Linked DNA regions of Mus musculus: region 1 is linked to region 2. Evidence: chromatin contacts called from public capture Hi-C data. All regions are on one chromosome and are shown on one strand. Each heading gives the region's core, a stretch centred on a gene start, on an enhancer-like site or on the middle of the called end of the contact. The rest is flanking DNA. Distances are from core to core; before and after follow the strand shown. Region 1 has its middle 16 kb from the start of Gm41616. Region 2 overlaps Lbh (limb-bud and heart).

Evidence for each region. Capture Hi-C pulls out chosen DNA fragments and counts their contacts.
Region 1: a contact with region 2 is called in a capture Hi-C map of bone marrow-derived macrophages, with 4 times the contacts expected there. The contact joins two enhancer-like sites. A contact is called at or near these places in 1 of 15 datasets of contacts at CTCF or cohesin (the NIH/3T3 cell line), 17 of 484 Hi-C or Micro-C datasets (the HL-1 cell line, adipose-derived mesenchymal stem cells, cerebral cortex and 7 more), 10 of 115 datasets of contacts at active chromatin or transcription factors (the 230-238 cell line, bone marrow-derived macrophages, craniofacial prominence and 7 more) and 3 of 9 other capture datasets (adipose tissue, bone marrow-derived macrophages and liver).

Annotation. Positions count from the first base shown.
Region 1 is chr17:73,065,597-73,070,614 of GRCm38.p6, reverse strand. No RefSeq gene overlaps it. Among named protein-coding and RNA genes, the nearest start is that of Gm41616, 16 kb to the left of the region's middle. Within about 2 kb of position 2,939, at least 85 of the 459 cell types and tissues checked have an H3K27ac peak or open chromatin away from gene starts, as enhancers often do. A contact at or near this core is called in adipose tissue, bone marrow-derived macrophages and heart atrium, where this site is marked.
Region 2 is chr17:72,935,294-72,940,590 of GRCm38.p6, reverse strand. It overlaps Lbh (limb-bud and heart), which reads right to left. Exons shown (of 3, transcript NM_029999.4): 3 at 1-1,335. The coding sequence ends at 1,147. Among named protein-coding and RNA genes, the nearest start is that of Lbh, 20 kb to the right of the region's middle. Within about 2 kb of position 1,565, at least 91 of the 459 cell types and tissues checked have an H3K27ac peak or open chromatin away from gene starts, as enhancers often do. A contact at or near this core is called in adipose tissue, bone marrow-derived macrophages and heart atrium, where this site is marked.

The sequences.
Region 1 (5,018 bases), core at 1,690-4,189, 130 kb before region 2:
CTGGTGGTGACTTGGACAAGAGGAAATGGTGGCACACGGGGCCAGGCACTTGTCCACACTGTTCTTCAATTCCCCCAGTACAGCTCAAAGGATGTAGAACTGTAGCTCTTTCATGATAATAAATAAAGTCATAAAAGGAAAAAAAAATAAAAGGAGTACATGCAGGGGACAGACTTTAAAAAGGATGCTTGATGTAAGGAAAACAGACTTTCATTACTCTTGTTAGTCCATTGGGAGGACACTGTGTGGCAAAAGGCACACAGGAAGACAGAAGCTTAAGCCTATCTTTGCCACATAGTGTGCTTGGTATCTTGCAATAGGAAAATGATACCTACCATGCAGAGTTCTTATGAAGACTTGTTACTCAGTGCTCAGCTTTTGAGAGATGGATATCTGTTGGCTATTAACAAACTTTTTGCTGACTCCCACACTCAGCCCAAGAGCCGGCTTTCCTAGGTGGCATTCTTGTTGGATGTTTCACCCCACTCCTTATACTTGTTTTATGCTGCTTTGCAGTGGAATGTCAAGAGCCTGTTGTCCCAGCCATTCCTTTTCTGGTGTATACAGGTAGGTGGCTCATTTATCACCAACTAGGCACAGAGCTGGGGTAGAAGCACTTGGCTTCTTGGGTGCTGTTACTTCCTCTACAGCTTGTCTGCCTTTTTGTACAGGTGAACTTGATGGTTCTTAAGATAGCTGAGTGCATTGCCTGGTCTCCATGCTGACTCAGAGTCCTTATCTGTGATATCTATAGAAGAAAAGATAGGGTCAAAACTGAATGAACAAGAAGTCCACTGTAAAAGTAGTTCTCTCTCTCTCTCTCAAGATTTATTTCATGTATGTGGGTATATTGTCACTGTCTTCAAACACAACAGATGAGGATCCCATTACAGATGGTTGTGAGCTAACATGTGATTACTGGGAATTGAACTCAGGACCTGTGGAAGAGCAGTCAGTGCTCCTAACTGCTGAGCCATCTCTCCAGCCCATAAAATTAATTCTTGGTGGGTAGGTTCTATGCCTCCTTTGTTCTCAAACAACTGTTGGGTGTTTCTACACCCTCTCTAGCTCACGTTTGCTCTTCCCAAAAGACACAGAGACCTGGTATTTTTTTAAGCTGCAAGCCTAAGCTGGGCAGATTCTGAGCCACTTTGACCTCCAAGGCTGCTGCTTTCCCAGCCATGCGGTCCTTTATCTTCGATCTGAGTCTTGCCCTAGTTCATTCTGGTCCATGTGTATCCCATGGAAACTCCCTTGGTGACCTGTTCATGGCAACTCCTCATGGTCTCTCCACATCTTCCATTCCTTGTGGTCTTTCTCTACCTGTCTGTCTCCTTTAGGACACCCTAACTGGAACAGGAAGTCCTGCCCTATTGTCTTCTGCTATTCTGTTATTCCCTACTCTGATCCAGCTCTTTATTAACCAATCAGGAGGTATGAACAAGAATGTTTACTAAACACTGAAACAGGTGATGCTTCATAAAAATTACAATACCAAAGTCTGTCCTGGACTAACTCTCTGCCAGTAGAGAAATCAGCATTTGAATCATACAAAGACAGCCTTTACACAGTGCACAAAACCATCCTCTGACACCCCACCTTTTGTTTATTTCTTATCTGGGGGGGGGGGTTCAAATACCCTCCGTCTCTTAGGTGCTATCAGGGCAGCAGCAGAGACTTTCTTTTGTAACTGAGGATCCCTCTCTGCTTCCCTGGGAGGAGGTAGAAGTCATGACACCGTGCTGTGGAATGCTCTATCCACTTGCTTTGGATTTTAGGAATCCATCCAATGACCATGCAGGAAGTCATCTCAACCTTCCTTGCCCGTAAGGAGCTTTAAAATTGGCCAGAGCCTCGGAGGCAGTTGAGCTATTAATGGAAAGTGAATCAACTCTGAGGCCCTTAAAAGTTAATGCTACTTGTGTAGTATAAACCACACTCCCATAGACCTTGAACGTCTAGGAAGCCTTGTGGCTTCCTAGAAGAAACAGCCTCCTCAGAAGCTGTGCTGCTTTTGTGTTTGTGTCAGGCTGAGTAGGTATGCCTCTTCAACTAGGATGCGTTAGCATCGGCCCAGGCAGGACTGAAGGATATTTCCAATGAGACTTGGAAAGAATGGGACCACACCCTTAGTCCAACCTCCTGTCCGAGCCAAGTTCAATCTCAGGATTTCCGTTTCCTATAGCTCCTAGGAAAGAGGGGCTAGACCCTTGCAAAAGGGGACTCTTCTAATTCCAGGCGAGGCTTACCTTTCAGAGAATGGGCCTGTTGGCACACACTAGTAGTTGGGGCTCATCCGACCGTACTGGCCCCAGCCCCTGAGGGTGATTGGGCAGCTGGCTATCCATACCACTCAGCCTCCCGACTCAGGACCGCTTTGGAAACCTGGCCTCTCTCACTTACAGCTTCACTCACAGCTGCTGCTTGAAAGTCTTCCCTACTACTAACGTCAAAGACTTTAGAGCAGCACTCTCCACCTTCCTAATGCTGCGATCCTTTAATACAGCTCCTGATGCAGTGGTGACCCCCCCCCCCCCCACTGCCCAGCCATAAATTTATTTCTGTTGCCACCTTATCACTATAATTTTTCTACTGTTATGAATTGTAATGTAAATATCCGATATACAGGACATCTGATGTGTGACCCTGTGAAAGGGTCGTTCAGCCCCCCAAAGGGTTGCAACTCTTAGGTTGGGAGCCACTTCTTTAAATAATTACCTAAATGCGCTATCTCTTTCTCCATGGTCACAGAAGGAATTATGTCCAGGGATTGCAGTCTATAGGGGGAGGCTTGCCTTCCCCGTTCTCTACATGCATACACAAAGGCAAGCTTGCATGCATACATGCTTTCTACCCCCGACCAACTCTATCATCAGCTGAGCCCTGTTTCCTTCCACGGCAGGGTCCTTGGAGCCCAGCGCTGAGCTGGTGTTGGCTCTAAAAATAACCGTGTCCGCGGTGATGAATGGGAAGGCATTTGCTCTCCTTTCCCTGCCTCAGCGCTGGGCCTGACTCATGTTGGGAAATGACATTCTGTTAACACAAGCACTTTTGTTTCCTCCTGTGCTCATTGAACATCCGGTGAGGGCCCTGGCCAGGCCTGGCTTTCAATTTTCAAAGCCTCTTTGGGCGGTGGGGTGGGGTGGGGCGTCTATTCCATATCTCTATCTTGTGGCATTAAGGATACTTTTAGACTGAGAAGCATCTTGAACATCCCTGGAGGATGCCAAGGATGTGATGGATCTGGGTCCCAGCAACACGTAAACCAGGCATGGTGGCCTACACCTGTGATCTTCGAAGTCGAGGGAGAAGTACCAGACGCTTTTAAACTTAAATACACCCTCAGATGACCCGAGAGTTTGAGGCCAGCCTGGACTGCCTAAAGAACCGTGGGAGGCAATCCCGCCTGAGAAGAAGATGTTGGCTTTAGGGAAGTTCCAGCTTCAGCTCTTGTTTTGAACTCAGGTGCCTTCACAAAGCTAATAAGGAAGCAGGGGTGTGTGCTAGCCCTTATGCAAAGTCATTCACTTTGTCCTGTTCTTCCACTCCGAAAGAGTCTCTGTTCTCGAATCTTGGATTTTTCCATACACAAAACGAAAACTGTTGGGCTGAAACCTTTAGAAGTTTACTGTAGCCTTGGCAGCCTACGCTTTCTCTTCCCTCGGGTGACTCCAGATCCTCCCACACCAGAGCTTCTTTTGTTTGAGGAAAGACTGGGATTTGGGGACAGATTCAATGGCAAGCTGCTTCTTGAGGAGGGTGCTGTAATGGGATCTCATGGCTGCTTAGTGATTCTATGCGAGCACAAGGCCATTTTAGGGTGTAATGTCAAAGTTTACCAGACACTATCTTGGACCAACTCTCCTTTTTCCATGAGACCAAAATCGTTATCCTCAAAAGCATTACTAATTATGCGCATCCACCAGATGCTAGATGGCCTTGGCTAGAAAGCAGAGGACCCACGCTGGGGGTCACCCACCTCACTGGGGTTTTTCCTTAGCTCAGCTTCTATTGGAGGACCTGGCTAGAAGCCAGGCTATGCCCTGGAATAAATGACCTGTCAAGTCATCAGCTATAGCCCTGGGAGGTGCTCCTAGTTCTACTTAGCCTTTCATTTATCTTTATAGCAGTGAAACCAACTTGTCTAGAAGCCTACCTCACTGGGGAGAAGGTTAACTTACAAGGTCCAAGTTTAAAAAGAAATGAAAAAGATCTCTGTGCCCTCTAATTTTAGAAGACTTGCTCTCTGGCAGCCATCAGAATAGGGCTGTTCAGATGTCATCTAGAGACAGGGAAGGGAAGGAGAGAGGCAGAGGCTGGGTTGCCTGCAGAAGTGACTTTGGTTGCTTTTTCACATATAGATCAAAACCTTGCTGAGCAGTTAACCCTCAGCAAGGAACTGACATGTTTAGCAAGCGGGAGACTTTTGCAAATGGAGAGGACTTGGCAGAAGCCACTGCTACTCAACTGTGCGTGACATTGGTTGATGCTGGAAGCTTCTGTCATCTTATAAATATCCTGAGGCAGACTTTGGCTCCACTTTGGAAATACCCAGGACATTTACCTGGGACCTATTGTCATCTTAGCTTGCAGTGGGCAAAGGTTTCACAGACTCTTGGGGGCTTTCTCAGTAGAGAAACCTCGGTAGACATAATGGTGGAGAGAGGGTATCTCTGCCCAATCTTTTCCCTTGGATATGCCTCTCCCAGTTAGTAGTTATCCCTGCTAATTAGTGAATGAGCTTTAGTAAATAGAAAGGATGTAAGTCTTGAAGAATGGCAAGACCACAAAGACAGAGATACAGAGTTATGCATGCAATCAAGAACTACGAGGAAAGACAAAGCGATATGAGTTGATTCAGGATAGGTGTTCAGGGGGTGAGTGGCCACCAAAATAGTTTGGAGAGCAGCCAACGGCACCAGTGTCCTCAAGGAAACTGATTTGGGAACAGGGATTCTTCAAAATATGGGCATACCTCTTGGTTTTTCTTTTTCCGTTGCTGTAACAAAACGCCCAAG
Region 2 (5,297 bases), core at 316-2,815:
AATGCGGCACCACCCAGGCCCCTGCATGGAAGCCCGCTAGCCAGCTTCCCAACCAAGAAGCACACTCTGCTTTTAGCGCCCATGGAAGCCGGGCTGGGAAACCCATTGGAGTGGCCCTGCTGCAGGTCAGATGAACAGTGACAGGCCACAGCATAGCTGGGGACCGTCCACCTGACTGCTGTGGCCAAAGGAGAAAGGAAGGGCAGGCCTGAGAAAGCCGACACTTCTACCCTCCTGCTCCATAGAGATTACATAAGAATTCTTGGGAGATCCACCGTGGGAGGAGGCACTCCCTATTCAGGCTGCAGCCTTGGAGTGCCTCACAAGGGCAGGAAGTGCTCTGGCTGTTCCCCTTATATACTGGGAGGCAGAAGGGGGTAAATAGGGAGAAAAACTCAAAAGTACTATGTCTTAAAGCCTCCCAGGTCCCTGGGGACTCTGACAGCCTGAAGCATCTGGGGAATGGTGGTGGAGTCTTCCTTTCCTCTGTATCCCTCCATCTGGCTTCCTAGGCAGTTTACCTGGCCCGACTTCTCTGTGGGTGACCAAACACACTTGAAATGAAAACAAAGGCTGGTGGCTGTGAGCAACAGAGCAGGAGATAAGGACTTGGTTGTCAGATGCCCCAGTAGCCAGGACAAATGCTGGAAAGAGCAGCACTTCCTGGCTGTAGTTCTCTTTAAAAGTGTAGAGTTTGTTTTGTTTTGTTTTGTTGTTGTTGTTGTTCTTCTTCTAATCCAAAATCTTTCTTGCTCATTTGCTCACCCCCTCAGCCCGAACTGCACCCCCCCCCACACACACACATGTGCACGCACTGCCTCTGGCACTAGAGTTCAGATAGGGATCTTCGAAGCAGCACCCCTTCCCCCCACCCCCCCCTCCACCCCTGTTCTCAGCAACTTCCTTTCTCAGCCTTGCAAGTTGTCAGAGGGCTCCATTGCTCAACGAATTTAAAAACAAACCAAAAAAAAAAAAAAAAAAAAAAAAGAAGAAGAAAAGAAAACCGACTCGGTGATTTTCAGGTGCAAAACGGAAGCCTCGTTTGACATTTTCACAATGACTGTGGCTCATTCTCTTCTTCCATCACCATGGGAAAAACAGTTCAGGTGTGCTGGCTGGCATGACCCAGGCGAGCCTGCGTGGACTCTACTGGTCCTTCTTTTCATTTGTTGTCTCTTCACAGTTGTCTTGCTCATCCTCCTGGACCAGGAATTCCTCAGGAGGCCACCGGAGCTCCCCGCTTTCCACCTCCCCTTCAGTGGGTTCCACCACTATGGAGGGCAGGCGGTCCTTCAGCTTGCAGCAACGGTCAAAGTCTGATGGGTCCGGAAAGATCTGAAAATTTAAAGAACAACGCAGACATCTGGTCATATATACATCTGAAAGAGAAACGTGTTTCTTTCTTTACACACACACACACACACAGAGAGAGAGAGAGAGAGAGAAAGAGAGAGAGAGAGAGAGAGAACACTGGCTGTCTTCCAAGGATTATGTTCTGCCTTCTAAACACTGTGGGTGTAAGACAGAATCCAGGGGAATACGTTCTAGAGAAAACTATCTCTAAGCCAGATTTTTTTTCCCAATCCTAAAGCTAAAATTTTGTGGACCATACCACTGAACAAGAGGGTGGGTGTAACTCTGTTTCTAGTGCTTTACTTCTAGATAAAAGAATAAAAAAAGATCACGTTTCTCACGGTATGCCGGGCTTTGCTTTGGAATAAGCAAGCAGTTAATGCCTGCAATCCACACCATACAGCAGGCGCTAAAACATTACATTTCTGCCAGAATAATTATTGGTGCCCAGAAGAAATAAACAACCAAATCGTTCATCGTTTTAAACTAACACAGTCAAAAATCAAGTGTTGTTCGGGTTATGTTAAAAGTCCCAGGCTTGGGCAAACTAGTCATCTAGGCCCTTCTAGCCTGGACGGAACTAAGGCTCAACCTCAGGTGTGCTTGCTCCCATGCTCCTGTGTCACCTGCCTTTTGGATCTCATCGCAACTGCCAAGTCTAAGCCAGATCCAGATCCAGTCAAGGCCTCCAGTCACAAGCTGCCTGGGAAAAGCATCCACAGTGCCTTCCCTTTTCACCTGTGAGCGAGTCCTGGCTTCTTGCCATCAGTACACCTGGAAGACTCCAATCTCCTCCCAGAGTCCCGTGGAAGAGGCCCCAGTCCACTTATGTGGGTCCTTCCCAGTGCTGACCGAAACACTGAGCCAGGCTATAAAACTAGGGGCCAAGTCTGGCTTTGCTTTGCACATACTGCCCTGTGACTACAGCTGACCCAATTCTTTGCCCAGTAGCTAAGCACTTAATCCACCGAGCTGCTGGTCCCTTGCCATTCATAGCCCTCAGTGACACGCCCAAGAGGAGAGAGGAGCTCTGGTCTGGGAAATCTGGGGCTCACCAGATCACTGACACTTGGCACCTTCAAGGCCATCTCCTCCCACCTCTCTGTCTGACAGACAGGAAACCCAGGCCCCAGAGGGGGAAAGGGGACTTCACTGAAGGTCACACAGTCTGTTCAAATTCAAGTGGATGGAAACAGGCGTTGGGAGAAATCCTGGAAACTTGCCTGTTTTGCTGTACTCGGAGGGCAGAAGAAATGCTTATCCCACCGAACATCTGAGGTCTCCCAGGGTGTCTGATCTCCTAGATGCACTCGGAAGCCCGCGTGGGGCTTCTGAGAATCACGGGCCTCACAAATCGTCCCAATCCCTACAGACCAGTGATTATTAACCATTTATCCAATAAAGGCCTATTGCTTGGGATTAAGCCTTAAGCCAGCTGCAGGAGTACGCATCATTAAAGACTTAAAAGGGCTCATAAAATGTATCGTAATAGCTGCCAGAAGGAAAACAAACCAGGGAGGGGCTGGACCCAGGCGGGTCAGAGAGGTCTGGAGAAACTGGCCACCATGTCCTGTCACACTACCCGCTCTGATGTTTGCCCTTGTTGACTTGGTGGCGGGTTCACACTAATGAGTGTGAGCGGAAAGTGGATCAGCTAGGTTGGGGGGGGGGTCGTTTACTTGCTTTTATGGAGCTGAGCCCCTTCCTGAAGGTGAGGACATAAGGCATCTTCCAAGCATGAGCTCTGAGGTGTGATGCAGGGGCTCCCCGATGATGAAAGCACTCTTTAGTTTACAAAGCTCTATCAGATAGGACTTCACCGAGACAGCACTACCACCCCGGGGTTAGCAAGCATCCGGGACCCTGAAGGTCAAAAGGCAGAGCTAGCATTCAGATCTCATTCTGAACTAGGTAGGATAGACCCAGGATACACATGACCTCTCAAGCCACAGACTATCACAAAGGACTCGGGCAACCCAGGCCGGCAGAAGCAGAGCAACTGATTTTACTATGAGTTAGCAAAGCGATGCTTGTGTTGTATGGAAGACAGTGCTGATGAGCCCAGCCATAGCAGAGCAGAGCCTCTGTCTCCATGATAACAGTATAAAGTAGATAGCTGTACATTCCTAAGGGGGGGGGGGAAGAAGAAGAAGAAGGAGGAGGAGGAGGAGGAGGAGGAGGAGGAGGAGGAGGAGGAGGAAGAGGCTACATTCCTAGAAATCAGCTGCTCCTGGACCCAGATGTCTAAAGGACCCGGATGTCCATTCCTTTGAGGACATAGGGCTAAGGCACTGGCTCTGGATTCGTATTATTCCCTTGACATCCACTGCATGACCCCTGTCAAGGCCTCTCAAGCTCCCCCACCCCCCCACCCCCCCACCCCCGCTCAGTTTCTCCTCCAGAGAAATGAAATGGCCTTCTTATCACACAAGATGGCGTCCAAGTTCTTGGCCAACACAGAAGTAATACAATGCTTGAGGGCAGAAACAAAATTCAAACAACAATGTCTTCTTTGCAATGGCCCCCTCAGATGCAGCGTTAGTTTCCATGCTCCAAGCGTGAAGCCATCCTTCTAACACAGTCATGAAAACAATATCCACCAATGGCTTTCATACCAAAAGCTCCACAGCCAAGTCTTTTAAGTCCTCCGTAGGGGGTGGGGGTGGGGGAGCAATCTGAGCATTGAGAGTCTGATACTGTGGTACTTGCCAAAGACCTTTGCACTGTGACCTACTCAAAGCAGGAACCATTAAAGAGAAAAAGTTATTTTTACAAGTCATTGTATTTGTAAAAAAAAAAAAAATCACTATAATAATTGATATACCCCTTCCATCAGAGATTTTCTTTCATTATCAGATCACAAAGATTTGTGCTTCTGAGAACCATAGCTCTCTCCAAAAAATAAAAAAACAAACAACAACAGAACACGTCCTGCACCAAAACAGCCTCTTTTGTTTCTCCGGGAAAAGCCAGAAAGCCTTGCAAGAGTGTTTCTGAGTCTTTTCCAGCCCAGTCTTATCTCAGGCAGCTGCTTAAGAGGCTGACCCGGAAGAGGTCAGCATTTTTCCACTAAGTCATGGTTTTTAATCATCTAGGCAGCAGAAAAATGAGAGGCTGCAGCTACAATTTGATGGGGTGGGGAAGGCAATGGAAAAAAAAAATGAAAAAGAACTCTCCCGTTGGACTTGCAGAGCACATGACAGGTACGGTTGGGGTGGCAAGCAAACAAAGTACTGCACGCTGGGCTGCCTCAGCGGAACCTGGCAGAACCAAGAAATGCTCTGCTCAGAAACACTGCTTCTAGTTAAACCTTCAAGTCCAAAGAGCCCCATCTTCTCTCAGAGCTGCAAACAAACAAACTGGAAAATCCCTCTACAAAGAGGTTCTTCAGGAGGTATGGGAAGCTCTGATGGGGATCTCCTACCCTCATCCCCTGCAGGGCAAGTTCAGAAGCATCCAGCAGGCAACTGTGTTTTCTTCAGCCCTATCCCTTCCCGTCTCTGCCATCACTACCCTACTGTCACACAGGGGACGCCCAGGATGATGGCATGGACGGAACTAATCAACACCAAGTTCCCACCTACACAAAGGGAATAGGATCTTGTCAATCACACATGCTCCCAAGAACATCTTGGGTTCTACATGAACAGCATGCGTGCAGCCTTCGTGACTGAATTTCACAGGGGACACCTCGGGAGCGGTACCCTTTGCCAGGTGCCCTCTCATCACCATGGGTCCTGACATTTTGGGAACTTGAGAGGATTCCATGGAAAGGGACAGGGAGTTTCAGAATGATCAAGGTCTGTGTCATGTGATCTAGACGCCAACATACTAGAGTTTCTGGCTAGTGTAGTCCAAGAAAATACTCTGCTGTAATGAAAATGTTCTCTGTGCTGTCCGGTACCACGGCCACTCGTCACGGGTAGCTAACTGGGCCCTTGAAA